Linked DNA regions of Zea mays: region 1 is linked to region 2. A link is a contact called in public Hi-C data. All regions are on one chromosome and are shown on one strand. Each heading gives the region's core, a stretch centred on a gene start, on an enhancer-like site or on the middle of the called end of the contact. The rest is flanking DNA. Distances are from core to core; before and after follow the strand shown.

Evidence for each region. Hi-C and Micro-C count contacts between places; a contact is called where the count stands out from the background.
Region 1: a Hi-C map of leaf shows a contact between it and region 2, with 5 times the contacts expected there. The contact joins the promoter of LOC100193839 here to the enhancer-like site in region 2. A contact is called at or near these places in 6 of 25 Hi-C or Micro-C datasets (bundle sheath, leaf and tassel).

What each region holds. Positions count from the first base shown.
Region 1 is chr5:108,942,172-108,946,583 of Zm-B73-REFERENCE-NAM-5.0, reverse strand. LOC100193839 reads right to left here and starts at 1,286. Exons shown (of 16, transcript NM_001367042.1): 1 at 1,117-1,286; 2 at 860-1,024; 3 at 1-20. The coding sequence starts at 1,200.
Region 2 is chr5:108,572,334-108,576,608 of Zm-B73-REFERENCE-NAM-5.0, reverse strand. LOC100383583 reads right to left here. Exons shown (of 6, transcript NM_001362092.1): 6 at 3,844-4,275. The coding sequence ends at 4,133. Among protein-coding and RNA genes, the nearest start is that of LOC100383583, 32 kb to the right of the region's middle. Within about 2 kb of position 1,623, at least 17 of the 20 cell types and tissues checked have an H3K27ac peak or open chromatin away from gene starts, as enhancers often do. A contact at or near this core is called in bundle sheath, leaf and tassel, where this site is marked.

The sequences.
Region 1 (4,412 bases), core at 37-2,536, 370 kb before region 2:
CGAATAGCTTGTATTCTGATCTGTTGGAACATATACATAAAAAACACCATGTTGATTATTCTCATTAAACAAATGTAAGAAACACTATATAGAATCAAATAACAGTGTATCTATTTTTGTAATGTTATTCAAGAAGTGCCAAATAAATATTGAAAACAACTGTTTAAAAGAGTAAGTGTCATGTGAAGTAATCAAGGACAAACATGAAACAAATAGTTGATGTATCACAAGCATAACATGACAGATTGCAATTGTTTATACAGCATTGAAGTGTTTGGCCACGTATGATCAACAGTGAAACAAGTGAATATCACCCATTCAGTGTTTCTTGTGATGTCCCCCATTAAAATAACTCAGGTATAAAAAGGTCTTTTTGTTTCCCAAATTGTTCAAGCCTAAATTTCACTTTCTAGCAAATCCTGTATTAGTGGTTGAAATACCAATTATCAAAAATACATTAACAGGATAATCATTTTGCTGGTTAAGAATAGATTTGGTAGAGAGATATTATACTCTCTGTGCATGTACAGATGTACTCTTGAGCTATTGTAAGTGTTCCTCACATACGAATAGAGTAATAAATGGCAGAAAAAACACAATGTGCAGTGCAATAAGCAAATGACTAATTTTTTTTAAGAAACATAGTTTTCGAAATGAAGCTGCCTGAACACAATGGAAACCCAATCCAGCTATTTTTAGTTCACTCAAAATATTGGACCAACCTATCACATAAACTGCTAGTGGGTTTGCTCTCAACTGGTGGTTACACAGAATAACTTGCCAAATCATGCCGCTCTGCCAACAGTGAAGAGATGCGAGCATATAAACTCGCCAAATCTAGAGAGATGCGAGCAAATACCGCGAGCTCCTCCATATCAACGAGGTCGAACATGGCCGACATGGCGCGGGTGGCGAGTGCAGGGAAGCTCCGGAAGAACCTCGGGATGAGCTGCGCTGCGAGCTGCTTCGCCTTGACACTCTGCCCCTTCACTGCTGCAATAATCGCCTCGTAGTCCGCCGCAAGCTGCAATTCCGAAACCGAAAACCCCACGTCACTCAAAACCCTAGCCTGAACACGGACCGGCCTCAACAAAATCTGGGAGAGCGGGGAAGCACCTCGGACTTGTCCTTGGCGGAAGAGAGGCGCTCGCCGAGCTCGTAAAGCCGCTCCACCTCGGCTGCGTCGGCATCGGCGGCCATTAGAGGAGAGCGAGGGGATTCGGGAGTTAGGGTTTGGGAGGGAACGGAACTGGGAAGGTAACGGTGAAAGTTGTTTCTTTGACCACGGGGCCACTAGTTCCCAAAGCAAGTTCTTTAAATTAATTCAAGGTGTATTAATCAAAAGTCATTTTTCAACATTTCCTTAAACGAGATATCAAATATACTCCGTATCAATTTATTAAGATCTTTTTGATGGAAATAATAGTTAGCCGCTAAATTAGTTGAAGACATCCAAACATTTTTATCTAATAGTTTAGCTATTAGTTAATTTTATTAGTAAATTAACTAAGGGAACGTATCTGGTGCAAACCAACCCCTCCGTGCAACCGTGCAAACTTTTAATCTGAACCACATGATGTTGATCTAAGGTGGCGTGTGGGGGAGTGCGAAGGGGATCTGAAAAAATGTGATTAGCAGCGGGTGGTTAAGTGTAAAATTATTCACGCCCCTGTGTCCCTTGGATCAACATCATGTGGCCCAGATTAGAAGTTTGCACGATTGCACGGAGGAGTTGGTTTGCAACAGATATGTTCCCATTAATTAATACTTAATTAGTTATTTATTAGCTAACTAATTCTACCAGCAATTTTTAGGATGTTCGATTCGGATTAAAGTTAGTTGTCTGAACTACTCTAACTGTAATACATGGAGACAAAACACTATAAAAGCAGTATAAGCCGGTATGAATTGAAACCATCCTTTTAGCTCAAGTTCATCATTTTTCTTTCTGTTGGAATGCGAACCCATAACCATAAACAGGGTTGGGAGTAGTATTAATAGACTTAGTAAATGGGTCAGGCCCATTACAGTGAGGGTGAGACGGTAATTACAAGGGAAACACCCCAAACCCTAGATGGGTAGTCTAACACCCCCGCAGTCACAACTCTATCATGTACAGATGTTGAGACTGGATCGAAAATCTAAAAATACACTCGACGGTAACCCCTTGGTGAAGATGTCGGCGAACTGCAGCGTGGTGGGGACGCTGAGAACCCGAACGTCACCGGTAGCGACACGCTCGCGGATAAAGTGCAGGTCGATCTCTACGTGCTTCGTGCGCTGATGCTGCACGGGGTTGGTAGAGAGGTAGACCGCACTGACGTTGTCGCAGTAGACGAGAGTGGCGCGCTAGAGGGGACTGTGGAGCTCGTGGAGGAGCTGGCGCAGCCAGGAGGCCTCTGCCACACCGTTGGCCACGGCACGGTACTCGGTCTCAGCGCTGGAGCGAGAGACGACGGGCTGCCGCTTGGCGGCCCAAGAGACGAGGTTGGCACCCAGGAACACAGCGTAACCGGAGGTGGACCGGCGCGTGTTGGGACAGCCAGCCAGTCAGCGTCGGTGTAGACCACGAGCTCCGACGTCGGGGATGGGCGGAGTAGAAGGCCATAGTCGAGGGAGCCGCGGAGGTAGCGCAGAATCCGCTTGAGCGCAGTGAGATGGGGCTCCCGCGGAGTGTGCATATGCAGGCACACCTGCTGGACGGCGTAAGCGATGTCGGGCCTGGAGAACGTGAGGTACTGGAGCGCGCCGGTGAGGCTCCGGTATGACGTCGTGTCGGCGACCGGAGGCCCGTCGTCCTCAGAGAGCTTCGTCTGAGTGTCGACAGGCGTGGAGCAGGGCTTGCAGTCAGACATGCCAGCCCGCTTCAGGATGTCGATGGCGTACTAGCGCTGGTGGAGGAAGAGACCCTGAGGCCGGCGCTCGGCGGTGATGCCGAGGAAGTGGTGTAGGGGCCCCAGGTCCTTCATCGCGAACTCCCGCTGAAGGGCGACGATCGTGCGGTGTAGAAGGTCGGCGGTGGATGCCGTGAGCACAATGTCGTCGACGTAGAGCAGGAGGTAGACGGTGTCATCGTCGCGCCGGTAGATGAACAGGGACGTGTCCGACTTGGCCTCGACAAAGCCGATGAAGGCCAGGTAGGAGGCAAAGCGACTGTACCATACCCGTGGCGCCTGCTTGAGGCCGTACAGGGACCGATTCAGCCGGCAAACCAAATCCGAACGGTCAGTGTTGACGAAGCCGGTGGGCTGGCTGCAGTAGACAGTCTCCGTCAGAGTGCCATGGAGGAAGGCATTCTTGACGTCGAGCTGATGGATCGCCTAGTCGCGGGAGAGGGCGATGGAGAGGACGGCGCGAACAGTGGCGAACTTGACGACGGGGCTGAAGGTCTCGTCGTAGTCCACTCCGGGGCGCTGGGTGAAGCCCCGAAGGACCCAACGGGCCTTATAGCGGTCGAGGGAGCCGTTCGAGGTCAGCTTGTGGCGAAATAGCCACTTGCCGGTGACCACGTTGGTGCCTGGTGGACGCGGCACCAGGTCCCAGGTGTGGTTGGCCAAGAGGGCCGCGTACTCCTCCTCCATAGCACGACGCCAATGTGGGTCAGCGAGGGCAGTGCGAACGGAGGAGGGTACCGGGGAAGCGTCGGGTGGAGTGCTGGATGTAGCAGCTGCCAGGAGCAGCCGGTCGACGGGGCAGAGAACGCCAGCGGTGCGCCGAGTCACCATCGGGTGGACGTGCCCGGGGTCGCGGTGGATGGCAACCGGGTGGTAAACGGACGACTCGGAGCGAACCGCCGGAACGTTGAGAGCGGCGGGTATGGCCGGCGGCGACGTTGATAGACGACGGCGGGGTCGGCGAAGCGGGCCGCGCTCGTCGATAGGCCCGAGTCGGGGGGCGCCGAGGTAGTGGCGTGGCCGCGGCGATGGTAGACGAGTGTGGGGTTGGCGAAGCGAGCCGGGGTCGACGGGGCCGCGCGTGGCGCAGGCGTGGTCGACGGGGCCGCGCGTGGCGCAGACGGGGTCGACGGGGCCGCGTGTGGCGCAGGCGGGGTCGACGAGGCCGCGCGTGGCACAGGCGTGGTCGACGGGGCCGCACGTGGCGCAGGCATGATCGACGTGGCCGCGCGTGGCGCAGGTGGAGTCGACGGGGTCACGCGTGGCGCAGAAGAGGTCGTGAGCGGTGGCGTCGTGGCCGCACGAGGAGCAGGTAACGGCGCAAGACGGGGCGCCAGAGGTGGGGGAGGAATCGGATCGGACTCGAGGAGGGAGTCAAGATCAGTGGGTGGGGTGGAGCCAGCAAGGGGAAACACATCTTCGTCGAAGATGACATGACGAGAGATGATGATGCGGTGGGAGGTGAGGTCCAGACACCGGTATCCCTTGTGGTCAGGAGAGTAGCCAAGGAATAGACAG
Region 2 (4,275 bases), core at 374-2,873:
CCACATCCAAACATGGTGGAACCATCGTCTTCACAATTCTTAAATATATCTCCCAATCATCTTCTGAAGTAATGGAGATCAACCGTCGGACAACTGTTCCATGTGTAATATGGGACAACAAACTCTGCATTGATATTCTAGGGTCGTTTATGTCCCACCTAATCTCCTCACAAGCTCGAGCCAAAAGCTTGTCAAAAGATGGTCTTTCAACGAACAACATGGTCACGATCTTCATACCATCAAAAGTAACACTCCCATAAGCATCTATCTCCACCCTTCCTCCATGGTATAGTGTTACTAGGCTGTCCATCTATTGCAAAAATGGATTACTAACTCAATAATGGCTATATACTTAAGCCTACTAACGTACTAAGTAATAAATATATATTAACTAATAACTATACAGTAAATATTAAATGAACACATCAAACGAAATTACATAATCTATAAATAATGTACGAAAACAATGTATACCTGAACGCGTACGAGTCCAGCTAACGGTGGAGAAGGTTAAGTCGGACAAACACCTACGTACAAAAAAACCAATTGTCAGTAAAAAATTTGGCAGCACCTCCCCTGTAAAGTGATGTTTATAGAACCTGCGAATAAACGACAACACGATGGTTGCCAACACAGAAAACATGTAATATCAATGCGCTAACTATTTTAATAAAATCACTACGAATTTACTAAACACTAACAATATGCTAAGCACTAACAAGAAACTAGCTAACTATTTTAATAAACACTAACAACAAAATTACTAACTATTTACTAAACAATAAACAGTTTACTAACTATTTACTAACTTTTTACTAACTATTTACTAACAATTAACATTAACAACAAAATTACTAACTATTTACTAACTATTTACTAAACAATAAACAGTTTACTAACTAAGAAATTAAAAAAAAATTACCGGCGGCAAGGGGCGGGCTGGGGCGGTGGCGAGCAGGGCGGGCGGCGGCGAGCAGGGCGGTGGCGAGCAGGGGCGCGGCGGCCGCCGGTGGCGAGCAGGGCGGGCGGGCAGGCCGGGCGGGCGGCGGGCAGGCCGGGCTGCCGGCGGCGGAGCTCGGAGCTGGGCCCCCTCGCCGGAGCTGGGCGGGCGGGCAGGCCGGGCGGGCGGCGGCGGCGGCGATTTCAGGCGGGGGCGGGCGCGATTTCAGTGAAAAGAAACAGAGAGCGCGAGGAAGGAGAAAGGTGGCCTGCGGCGGTTATTTCCTAGCTCGGCGCCAAGATCTGTGGCGCCGAGCTAGGTGCCACGCAGGCTTCCAGGTCACACAGCTCGGCGCCATAGGCTGTGGCGCCGAGCTGAACAGCCTATGGCGCCGAGCTAAGGGTCCAAAACTGCATTTAAAATTTTTTTAGGTCTAAACGTGAATTTATTTCTGTTTAAGGGCTAAAATATAAAAAATTCGGTCAGGGAGGTATGGCTGCCACGAATCCTGGGCAGATGCGGAAGATCCCAATGAAATCGAGAGGAGTTTGTTCGCATCCCGACTACGACGAAGGAGACGCGGCTGGAATGTGGGTCCCACGCGGCTGGTGATAGGAGTGAAAGGTATGGGTGGGTGAGATCCTGACGGTGGGGTCCCACCAAACAGCGCCAAGCACATCCAGGCGTGAGCTGGGCTGAGGTTCATGCAAAGTGGGCTCGCGCGGGTAATTGCTATGGGCTGGTTAGAGCGTGGGGATAAGGAGCTGGCCCAGGTTCCGTTTTCTTCCCTTTATCTATTTTTTATTTCTATTCCATTTTAGTTTCTAAATTCAAATTTCAAGTTGAATTTAAATTTGTTTTTTATTCATACTCCATTTAAATACACCAACAAAACTCCGGCACGAATAAAAAATTATTTATATTATTTCATTCCTTTTTGCGTTGCTAGTATATGATCCATGAGAAAAAAATAATTCATCCATATGAATGACTACAGATTTTGTAGATTCTAGTTAATTTCAAATTCAACTTCCAATTTTCAATACCTAAGTTTAACTTTGAATAACTGAATTTTAATAATCCATTTAGTTATTTTAAGGAAGTAATTACAAGGTTAATAAAATCCTTATTAAAAGCATTTTAGAAAAAATCTTTTGAAGCACTTTCCGAATCTCCAAGACCATATTTAGGGTGTTACATATATCTAGCAGATGCGCTTGCGTGCACCCGAGATTTTGATGGTCAACAAGAATGGGCTCACGCTCAGTGTGCCGCGACCATCGCAGGGAGGGTCTACCCCTAAACTGCGCGAATACCAAATAAACCGCCAAGCAATCCACATGTATTGCTCGAGGGCTACATCTGGAAGATACGCTTGCACGCTCCTGAGATTTCAGTCCACAACAAAGTCTCCGTGCAACTCCAAAGAGTTGCACAAAGGCTCATGGGCTACTGTCGGATACTCAGGAACTGGGTACCCGAAATACACCCATGGCCTCTTTAAAAACAGCCCACCTGCCAACCAGGTCTTGGCCAAGCAACCCTGTGAAGCGGAGCGATGGACCAGGTCTCTGTCGAGCAACCTTGCGAGGCGTAGCGGCCGACCAAGTCCCCGTCGAGTAACCAAGCGAGGCAAAGCGGCCAACCAGGTCCCCACTAAGCAACTCGGTGAGGCAGAGTGGCTGACCAACCCCTGACCGAGCAACTCGGAGAGCGCGGAGGTCCCAGTCTAGTACTGCAGACCCGCATCAGCAAGGACAAGATGTGTCATCCCTAGGCCACGTCTGGACATACGTGCGGCACACCGAATGTACGCTGGGAGGTCACTATCCACACAACTGTACACCCCCTCGTACGGTCCCAAGTGTATCCCCACTACCTTGAGGGGCCAGTCAACCCCTGTCATGGGGGCCTTAGCACCGGAGTTTCTACAGTGACTCATATACCAGAAAGGACACGACAAATACACCATACCGGGTGTATGCCTACGCACGCCAAGTGATATAGGGCTCATGACGACAAGCAAAGTCGCGCTATGCACGGCCGCACCATGAGACTGACCCACGAACCCATCGCGCACTACTACGAAGACATTAGTTGTACACTCGCTGCAGGGACACGTATGACGAATGAGCGGGACAATACACCATACCGGAAGTACGGCTACACACGACCCTACGGACACATCATGAGCATTACGTCAACCTAGGGCAACATATTGTTCTCTTACCAGTAGAGAACAAGTCTCCTCTGTAAGGTCCTACACCTTGAGCTATAAAACCTTGAGCTATAAAAGGGAAAGTTCTCCTTCTTCCCACACACGCACCGGTTGTAACACGTCCCAAGGTAATACTACGATCAGTACTGCACTGGATAAGGGCTCGAGATCGAACTAGTATAAACCTTCTGTCTCAGTCTCCACGTTCGAGTCCCAACGATTCACCATTCAGAGTGAGTCCACGCTAGCATCCTTCACCGAACACAAATCTTATTGTCCCCCGATTTCCAAAACTATGACAATACTTTAGATCACTTATGAGTTACAATCCAACCGATAAAGTTTATGTCGCTTACACTCTGAGTTCCTCCATCTTTTACCTCGAGAGAACACCTCAAACGACGGCTACTCTCTCTTTGTTGCAAACACAAGATGTGATTTGTTGCATCAAGTTTTAATTTCAGGATCACTTGATCACAGTGTAAAAATATGAGATGTTCTCGTGTAAATGCTTGTCAGGCTGGCTACCAATCTTAAGCAGAACTTAGTTGATGAGCTCACTATAACAACCAACTTTGTTTAGTTTACCTTTATCAGATGAAAGCTGTCATTTATCCTCTAAGCTCTTTCATACTTACTCATTTATCATTCACTAAGGCTGTGGGTTAAACCTTCTGTTGCCTGTGATCAGCAGGGACTTGCTTCATTTAGTCATTGCAGGGCGTCCAAAGGACGCCACCTGTTCAAGTGTATAGAAGACATAAAACAATGTGGCGAACTCGTCTTCTTTCACTAAAATGAAAATTATACAAACGTAGTACCAAAAGACAACGACAAAATTTTGACTGAACATATATATGCATATATGTATATGAAGCTATCAACACGTGTTGTTATTTCACAAATACCCAATGATGATGACTCCTTCAATCTGCAGGAGCCAGCAGCAGTTTCCTGGCAGCAATGTATCTGCTTCAGCCGCTGTTGGCGACCCACACGATGAGCGATCGGAAGTACTTGGCCATGGCGCCCCTCTGCCACCGGAGCCTCTTCCACCTGCTCCTCAGAAGGACAGGGTGCAGCTCCAGAATGTGCTCTGGCATGAAGTCATGCCTCG